Regions from separate parts of the Ovis aries genome. Here region 2 is linked to region 1. The links are chromatin contacts, called in public Hi-C maps. All regions are on one chromosome and are shown on one strand. Each heading gives the region's core, a stretch centred on a gene start, on an enhancer-like site or on the middle of the called end of the contact. The rest is flanking DNA. Distances are from core to core; before and after follow the strand shown.

Evidence for each region. A called contact is a pair of places that touch in the nucleus more often than the background predicts.
Region 2: a contact with region 1 is called in a Hi-C map of hypothalamus, with 2.5 times the contacts expected there. The contact joins the promoter of DNAJB13 here to the enhancer-like site in region 1. A contact is called at or near these places in 6 of 16 Hi-C or Micro-C datasets (hypothalamus, liver, mixed tissues and 2 more).

Annotation. Positions count from the first base shown.
Region 1 is chr15:51,869,385-51,874,330 of ARS-UI_Ramb_v3.0, forward strand. No RefSeq gene overlaps it. Among named protein-coding and RNA genes, the nearest start is that of PLEKHB1, 23 kb to the left of the region's middle. Within about 2 kb of position 3,432, at least 18 of the 54 cell types and tissues checked have an H3K27ac peak or open chromatin away from gene starts, as enhancers often do. A contact at or near this core is called in liver, where this site is marked.
Region 2 is chr15:52,106,440-52,111,457 of ARS-UI_Ramb_v3.0, forward strand. DNAJB13 (DnaJ heat shock protein family (Hsp40) member B13) reads left to right here and starts at 3,486. Exons shown (of 8, transcript XM_004016312.5): 1 at 3,486-3,606. The coding sequence starts at 3,539.

The DNA of each region.
Region 1 (4,946 bases), core at 2,182-4,681:
GAAAAGTAGAACTCTGCTGAAAAGAATTAAGACATAAACAAATGCAAAGTTCTATGGTCTGAATGTTTCTATACCCCAAAATTCATATATTAAAATCCCACCAGAAACTAAAACAACATTGTAAATCAACTATAAGTCAATTTAAAAATATATAAATTTTTTTAATTAAAAAAAATTCCTTATACTCTAAAGGTTATGGTATTAGTAGATGGGGTTGTGGGAAGTGCTTTAATCATGAGGGCAGAACCCTTATATCAATGGCATTAGTACCTTTATAAAAGATGCTCCAGAGAGATCTCTGGCCCCTTCTGCCCTGTGAGGATACTACAAGAAGTCAGTGACACAAAAGAGGGCCCTAATCCAACCAACTATGCTGGCACACTGATCTTGTCAGATTTTTAGTCTCCAGAACTGTGAACAATCAATTCCTGCTGTTTATAAGGTACCCAATCTGTAGTATCTTTTTATAGTGGCCTAAATGAACTAAGAGAGAAAAAATAATACCAAGGTGTGGAAGTGCTGCTATAACAAATACCTAGAAATACAGAAAAGAGCTTTGGAAGTGGGTATAAGCAGAGGTTGGAAGAGTTTGGAAGTATGTGCTGAAAAAAAGCCTATATGGTATAAGAATGGACTCGCAGGGCTCAGAAGGAGAGCTTAAAGCAAGCCTCTCTTTTTCAAGAATACTTAAGTGGTAGCGACCAGAATATTGGTAGAAATACAGATGGAAAAAACCATTGTAATGAAGTCTCAGATGGAAATAAAGAATGTGCTACTGGAAACAGGAGAAAATTGGCAATTCTTATTATAAAGTGGCAAATATGGGTTTGATTCCTGGTCTGGGAAGATTCCACATGCCTCGGGGCTGACCCCTCACTCTATAGAGGTCAGAGCAGCAACTACTAGAGGCCTCATGAGTAGGGCTAGAACTAGAACCCGAGAGCTGAGCTGCAATTACTGAGCCTTCACTCTAGAACCTGAGAGCTGCAACTACTGAGCCCAAGTGCCGCAACTACCGAAGCCCTTGCACCCTAGAGCCTGTGCTCTGCAACAAGAGAAAATGAGAAGCCTATGCACCGCAGCTGGAGAGTAGCCCCTGCTCACAGCAACTAGCGAAAGTCTGCGTGCAGCAGTAAAGATCCAGCGCAGTCAAAAATACATTTAAACTGAGAGATTGGGACTGACATACATACACTACTATATATAAAACATGATTAGTAAGAACCTACCGTATAGCACAGGGAAATCTACTAAAGTACTCTGCAATTACCTCTATGGGAAGCCCTACCTCTATGGGAATAGAATCTAAAAAAAAGAGTGGATAGGGACCTCCTGGTGGTCCAGTGGCTAGCACTCCATGCTCCCAGTGCAAGGGGTGGGGGTTTGAACCCTGGTCAGGGAACTAGATCCCACTTGCTGCAAGTAAGAGCTTGAATACTGCAACTAAAAGATCATGCATGCTGCAATGAAGATTGAAGGTCCTGTGTGTTGCAACCAAGACCCAGTGCAGCCAAAATAAACTTTAAAAAATAAATATTTTTAAAAACACATTAAAAAATAAAAATGCAAAAGAGTGAATATATGTATAACTGATACACTGTGCTGTATAGCAGAAACACAACATTGTAAATCAGTTATATGTCAATAAAAATTAATTTTAAAAAAAAGGATGTGCAGCTGAGTTGGGAATTGTGTGATGTTTTACAGTGTATTTTTGCATGGAAATTTTCTTAAGGTTAGGAGGTGACCTGTTGTCAATGTAACCTGTTCTGCGACCAGCTTATCCTAACAAAGGAGTCTCTGCATTGGTGACAAGTGCTCTATCAGCTTTTAAATGCTCAACCCATGCCCAACAATTTTATAGCTGCTCCCAAGATTTCTGTTAGCAATAGCCTTTACCTACACAAAACACAATGGACCCAGTCTGGTTTTTAAGTCAGACCCAGTTGAACTGTGGTCAGTAACCACCAATAGTTCCTGATGTGGAATCTGGGGATAGAACCAAATGATGGGGTTTTCCACTCAAAATAGGGAATGGTGGAAAGCCAATTAGATTGGGAGCTCCATGCAAAGAGAGCAGAGCTCAGAAACAAGAGGAACTTGCCCACCATCTTTGAAAATGGTGAGAAAGACAGAGAACTCAAAAGGGTTCATGGGTTTGCCTGTGTTTCTCATCATCCCCAAAGCCATCAGAAGTAGCCTTCAGTTCAACTGCTGCCAGCAAATGTTTAAAAAACAAAATTCAGCTGAGTAAATTTGAAGCTCTAATTGGCTTTATTCAATGATCCATTAATAGTAACCCATCTAGTGGATAGAGAGGGACTCTGAGGACCTCTACAAAACAGAAGGCTTTTTATAGGCAACAGGGGGTTGGAAAAAAATGTTTCTAGTAAAGAACAGATTGATCTTCCTAGAGGGGACAAATGGGATCTATTGGGTGGGTTATCTCTCTAGCGCTGACCAGGTAATTCCAGGTCAAGTGGTTAAAGGTCACATTCCAAGAAGCTGAAACTGCAATTAGGTTAGGTTAAGTCCTGTTGACTTGTGGCTTAGCTCAAGTGACTCCATTTGGGGTTTGTTGTTTCATTTTTAACATATGAGGAGAGAGAAATGATTTAAAAGGTGGAATTCTTAGGACTTCCCTGGCAGTCCAGGGGTTAAGATTCTGTGTTTCCACTGCAGGGAGTGCAGATTTGATCCCTGTGAGTGGAACTAAGAGAGCTGATGCCACGTGGTGCACTGAAGTGAAATGAAAATGAAAATAATAAAAAGGTGAAATTCTTAATCAAAGGGGAAACAGGAACTCGAAATTTGAAAAATTCTCAGCCTATTCATATTGAATAAGAGAGTTCATTTAAGAGAGAATACAAAGGGTGTGGCAGGATTTGGTAAGATTTATATGGAGCTACCATTTCAACAGAAGCTAGGAGCTATTCTAGACAATGGGGAGATTGGTTGGTCATCTAAAGACAGGACCTATTGTCCAAGGCGATAGAAGAATGACCCCAAAGGCATTGCCATCACTGTCCCAAACTGAAAGGGCATATAAGGACAGATTAATTCCAAAGGAGAGGCTTCTGCTGCCTGGTACCCTTTCACATTGCAGGATCTGATCCCCTAATTCTGGCATCTAGCCCCGCAGCTGCCCTTGGTGTAGTGCAGGCCATGGTGGCAGCTCTTTCAGAGGTGTAGCCAGCTTTGTCCACCCAGATTCCAAAGAATGGACCCTTCTGGGCCTCTGGTGTGCAACCCCATCAGAGAACCACTTTAGGGTACAGCAGAGAGCTCCTATGATGGCAAAGCCCAGAAGAGTTGTGGGGGTGGGACTGCTCTCAAACCCCCAAACTGGTAGAGCCAGTTTTGAGTGTGAGATTCCACTTCCAGAGCCACAAGCACAAGATTCCAACCCACAAGAGCTGGGGTGTGGCCACTCCAGTAGGTCCAAAGTGCAGGTCCCTGCCCCAGTGTACCTTAGGGTTTTGGACTTGCTTAGGACTTGTTACCCCTTTCTTCTTTTGTTTAGCCATGCCACGTGGCTTGTGGGATCTGTTTCCTGACCAGGAATTGACCTGGGGCCCTCGGCAGTGAAAGCATGAAGTCCTAACCACTGGACCACAAAGGAATTCCTTTATTTCTCCTTTTTGAAGTAGGAATGTCTATCCTATGCCTGTCCCACCATTGTATTCTGGAAGCACATAACTTGTTTGACTTAATGGGTTCATAAGTTCAATCAACACTGAATCTCACCCATGTAAAAAAATTAATCAACAGAAGCGTCAGAGTCAGGAGACCAGAAGAGGGAGCTCTCAGACTCTGCAATGATAGTCTTTCCTGGCAAGGAATTAGCCAATGAAAAGCCATGAACTTTCTCACAGTCCTTCTTTTCCTCACTAATAAACCATTCTCCTTCCCTTGCCACGCAGGGACTTGCCACAGTTGCAGATCCCAAACTGCAATTCTCTGCTGATTCTGAATAAAGCCTTTTCTTCCCCCACCTGGAGAAGTAACTCGCAGTTTATCTGTTTTAGGTCAACACCCATTTCTAATTTGGATGAGACTGGTGGCCTAGACGGTAAAGAATCTGCCTGCAATACAGGAGACCTGGGTTCAATCCCTGGATCAGGAAGATCCCCTGGAGAAAGGAGTGGGTACCCACTACAGTATTCTTCCCTGGAGAATTCCATGGACAGAGGAACCTGGCAGGCTACGGTCCATGGGGTTGCAAAGAGTCAGAAACGACTGAGTGACTAACAATTTCACAGATTTAGGCTTTAGAGTCAGTACTTGAACAGGTAGATTTGGGGGTTACTGGGATGGAATGAATGTATTTTTCATGTGAGAAGGATATGGACTTTGGGTGGCCAGGGGAAGAAAGCTATGGTCTGAAAGTTTGTGTCCCTCCAAAATTTTATACCTTAAATCCTCCAAAAGATGATGGTATTAGTAAATAGGGCTTTGGCACATGCTTAAGTCATGAGGGTGGAACCTTCACGAACAGGACTACTTATAAAAGGGATTCCAGAGAGATCCCTCACACCTTTCACCCTGTGAGTTCACTGAAAAAAAGGTTATGGCAATGAACTAGCACCTCGCCAGGTGATCACACTGGTGCTTTAATTTTGGACTTCTCAGTCTCCAGAACCGTAAGCAGTAAATTTTCTGTTGTTTATAAACTGCCCAGTCTGTGGTATTTCGTTACAGCAGTCTGAACAGACTAATATAGAAAAGACATCCTGTGTTCATGGACTGTAAAACTTAAGATGACAAACTACCCAAAGTGATGAGAACAAAGAAGCAAGACTCACACTTCGAGGCTTCCACGTATACCACGAAGCTACAGTAATGAAAACAGTGTGGTAATGCATAAGGACAGACACACAACAGAAAACACAGAAATAAACCCTCACACATATGGCCACTTTTCAACAAGAGTATGAAGACCATTC
Region 2 (5,018 bases), core at 2,236-4,735, 240 kb after region 1:
AAAAAAAAAGGTAAAACAAATGGCCAGTACCCAAGAAACAATGTTCAATATTAGTAGTTAAATAAAAATGCAAATTAAATCCATGAGAAAGCTCAGAAATGCAAAAAATATAAAGAGTAATTCCACATTTTCATTTTACAAGCAGACAATGATGTATATTTGTTTGTATGTATGTTTGTATGTTCATTTTACAAGCAGACAACTATAGCTAAGCAATGATTGTTTTAAGGTCATAAAACCAGTCGCTAACAGGATTTGGCTCTGATTCTGCTGCATCAGAGCTAAGGGAACATCTTCCATGTGATACATGCTTTTGTGTAGTTTTATGTAATATTTTCGCACCAACTCAGTGGTGGAAGTAATACTCCCATTTATTCAAGTAAAATTAAACTTGGGGCCACTAAGTACACCTCCTTCAAGTCACCCAGATGCCATGTGAGCTCAGCAACATCAAGATATGGTCACTCTGACCACTCAACTCCCCCAACAGCTATCCTTTACGTCTTAGATTTCTAGCTGATTTCTCTGTCCTTTGACCCAATTCCAAAAGTGTGTTTTGTCACTTCCAAATATACCTAAAATAGATCTTTTGCCTCAGACAACACGAAAGTTCTATAATACTTTGAGGCAGTAGTAGTAGTGGCTTCAGAGGACCCAGGAGAGTTCTTTCGTCATTAGTATCCGAAATGTCATCAGGGAACGATCAAGAATTTCCATCCACAATGAGAGATGAGTCTTAAAATGTAGCACCTCTCTTTCCCTGTATGACTGGTATTAGTTCCTTTCTTAATAACACACTTCCCTTTGAGAGGAATAGGAGGCTAAGTATCTAGAGAAATTACCCCTGAGGAAGAAGGAGGAGAAGAGGAAGGGCTGTAGCGAGGTGCTGACTCAGGGACAGACCCATGGAGCCACAGCAGTAGTCCAGATACAAACCATACATTTAGGTGATTTCTGTACTTAACACGGCAGTCATACAGACTTGTGGGAAAACAACAGACTGTTGAATGAATGGTTCTGGAACAATGGGATATCAAAAAGAAAAAAACCTACATGGAACCATATATAGAAAAATAAGTTCTAAGTGGATTAAAGATTTAAAAGTCAAATGGACTTTTGGAAGAATATATAGGTGAAGATCTTTATGACCTTGTATAGGGAATATTTCTTAAACTAGACACAGAAAGGATAACCCAAAAGAAACAGATTGATAAATTTGACCCCATTAAAAAAAAAAAAAAACGGTAAAAAGACAAGCTCCAAGGTGGAAGGGGTTTGTATTTTATATTATCAACAAAGAAACATAAAACATAAAGAGTAAAAAGTCAATTTTCTAAAAAAGGACAGCCCAGAAAGACAGTGGACAAAAGATGTAAATAGGCACTTCACAACGAAGAAAAAAATTGGCAATAAAAATGAAAAGACCTCCACCAAGAAATGCAAATTAAAATCCACAGTGAGATGCTATTTCACACCTATATCAGCAAACATTTAAAACTTTGACACCAAGAATTGTGAGAATGTGGAGCAAAAAGGAGCGCACATATACTACTACATTGCCATTATAAATTAGAATCTCCACATCAGAAAACTGACATTATCTTGCAGAGTTGACACACATGCCCAAATATTCAGGATCAGCAGTGAGTGCTAAAGAGCCACTATGAAGATGTCATACACATGCACCAACATGCTATTTGCATAGATGCATAGTACTGGGTTGGCCAAAAAGTTCATTCTAGTTTTTCTCTTCAATGATTTGGAAAAACCTGAACAGACTTACTGGCCAACTCAATAATAATAGAGTAAGAGAGGGCTAAGTAGGGAGGGGAACACAGGGGCAACTGTCCTTCAATAACAAATGCTCTAATGCTACTCTTGTGCACACAGACTATTTCATAAGAAAAAAATATCTGGGTTGAAGCCAGGGTCCGTGGTGGGTGTGGTGGGGAGGGTCTGAGCAGAGGTGGCAGCACAGGTGAGTATGAGAGAGAGAATGGTTAGTTGGGCAATTGCTGGTGCTACAGGTGGGTGTGAGAGGTAAGAGCAAGTACGAGGGGGCCGATCACAGAGTGTGTGCCAGGATGAACAGCTTGGATTAACTGGGCAGTCAGTGGAGTGAGGTCTTGGCAGGGTAGAGGCAAGGTGGCAGGACAGGGAGGAAGTCGTGGTGGCCTTGCTGAGAGAAGAAAGCCAAAGCAAGGCCATGGCTAGGAGAAGGACAAGCGGAGCAGGAGCTCGAGAGGTGTCTAGGAGGTGAAACGGTCTGAGCTTGGTGGCTGGGTGTGGGTGACTGAGAGGAAAACGGCACTGCTGCCCTCAAGGAGGTGCAATGGAACTCCCCACTCTTTAACGGTGGGTTATGTACTCTTCCTTCCAAAGAGTACAAGCCAGAAACGGGTAAACCTGAGAAACACTGCCTCAGCAGGTGATCAAGGAAGGTCAATGTCTTCGGCGATAAGTTGTGATGGTACACACCTTTGACCTGATGTGATGAGGATAGCACTTTACCTGTGTGGTCTTCCTTCCAAAAGCACCCCAACCCCAGTCGAAATCATAAGAAAATCATCAAACAAATCCAAATGAGGGACATTCCACAAAATACCTGATCAATACTCTCAAACTGTCAAAGTCATCAAAAACATGGAAATTTTGAGAAATAGCTGTAAATAAGAGGAGCCTAAGGAAACATGACAAGTAATTGTAATGTTATTTCCTGGATCAGATCCTGGAACAGGAAAAAAAAAAAAAAAAAACCTAGGGTTTTTTCCACTAGGGTGAAAACTAGGAAATCTGAATAAAGTATGGAGTTATAGATTATGTATGTGCTCAGTCGCTCAGTTATGTCTGACTTTTTGCGACCCCGTGGACTGTAACCTACCAGGCTTCTCTGCCCATGTAAAATTTCCAGGCAAGAGTACTGGAGTGGGATGCCATTTCCTACTCCAGAGGAATAGGAATCCCTGACCCAGGGATTGAACCCGCCTCTCTTGTGTCATCTTCGTTTGTGGATGGATTCTCACCACTGGCACCACCTGGGAAGCCCCCATAGATTATGTATGGATATGGGTTATTATTTCTGACAAATGTACCATTCTTGTGTAATGTGTTTATGATAAGGGAAGCCTGGTGTGGGGCATACGAGAATGCTATCTTCACACCTTTTCTGAAAATCTGAAAACATTCTAAAATAAACCTGTGGCTGATTCATGTCAATGTATGGCAAAACCAATACAGTATTGTAAAGCAAAATAAAGTAAAAAAAAAAAAAAAAGCCAAATCTGTTTGCTCTGAAAACTTAATTAAAACTGATTTCTACTCTCCCTAAAAACCCTGGTTTCTTATCAGGCTCACAGAGTCAGTCCTAGTTCTCTCAATCCCTCCTCTACAGGCACAGGTGAGAAGGGGGTTTGCTTAGGAAGGAAGGACTACAACTCCCAGAGTGCCCCTGTGCGGTTGTCAGGAGCAACCAAGGAATGCAGACTAACAGACCTGCCACTGGAGTCAGGACTATCCACCGACTGACAACCGGCCAGCCATGGGCCAGGATTATTACTCTGTGCTCCAGATCACTCGCAATTCAGAAGATGCTCAGATCAAGAATGCGTAAGTTGGGGCAGGAGCAAAGCTTTTGGGTTGTGCTGGGACAGGCCTCACCCTCATCTCTTCCAAACTGAACTTTCTAGCACAGTTTAGGGCAGGCAAGGTAAACCATGTTCCTTCTCTTACTTCTTGCACACCCTCATCCTGGCTTTGGGTTGGATCAGGGTTCCCAATTCATCATCCCTTACCCTCTATGCCCTGTCTGTTCTCCTGGGTACCATGGTCTTCCTAGAAATAAAGTGAGAACAAAGGAGACTTTACCCTTAATATTGTAGAGACCCACATGATTGCGAACGGGAGAGTGACCTGGCCAGATATGTTACAAATTTTATTCTGCTGTCACGTGGGATTTTGATATTGAATAAATCCCATCTCTGAATAGTTCCATCAAGTCTCGGGGACTTTGTAGTATTTCTGAGAAATCCGGGGCAGGAATCAGAAGATTTTTCTGAAAAAATGTTTTTTGGTGAGTATTATGTGGGTTCAGTGTGGTCTCAGCAGCTGGAGATACTACTGTGAATCAGACGTGCAGCTTAATTTTGTTGATGAATACAGATGTTGAATAAGTCACAGTAAGCTTGATGAATGTTACTAAAGGGGACATACAGGGCATGTGGAAGCTATATTAGAAAGAGAGAGACCCCTTCAGTGGCTGTCACAATAATCAAGGCAAAAAGATGAGGCTTGAAGCAGGGCAGTGAGCTGGAGAGAGAAGAGAGAATGGACTTAGTTATTAATTGGATCATTGAGGGGTAAAGAAAAAGGGAGGAATCTAGGATAATTTCATGGACTAGTGACAATAGCTACACTCCATTGAACTGTGCAGATGCTGTTCTGAGAACCTTCTATCATTTCATTTAATCCTCACAACAGCCTGAGCAGCAGGTACCATTATTATCCCAGGACCATTTGCCTAGTAACCAGCAGAGTGAATATTCAGTCACCTTGCCTACTATTGTTGCCTACCATGGATCACATCCAGTAAGGGATCTCAGTGAGCTAACTGGAGAGAGTCTACAGTGGTTGAGAAATAAGACACAAACTCATGAATCAATTAGAGAACAATTCAGGATAGTCTGTGATGTCATCCACCGTTCATAACATTTGGTTGGCCAGTGAAACGTGTCTAGGGAAATGTCACAAGGAGAAAGCGCAGTTGGAAAGCAGAAAGATAACCTAAGCATTAGAAGCATTGTTTCCATGGGGAAACAATGGAAACAGTGAGAGACTTTATTTTGGGGGGCTCCCAAATCACTGCAGATGGTGACTACAGCCATGAAATTAAAGGATGCTTGCTCCTTGGAAGGAAACCTATGACCAACCTCGGCAGCATATTAAAAAGCAGAGATATTACTTTGCCAACAAAGGTCCGTCTAGTCAGAGGTATGGTTATTCTAGTAGTCATGTATGGATGT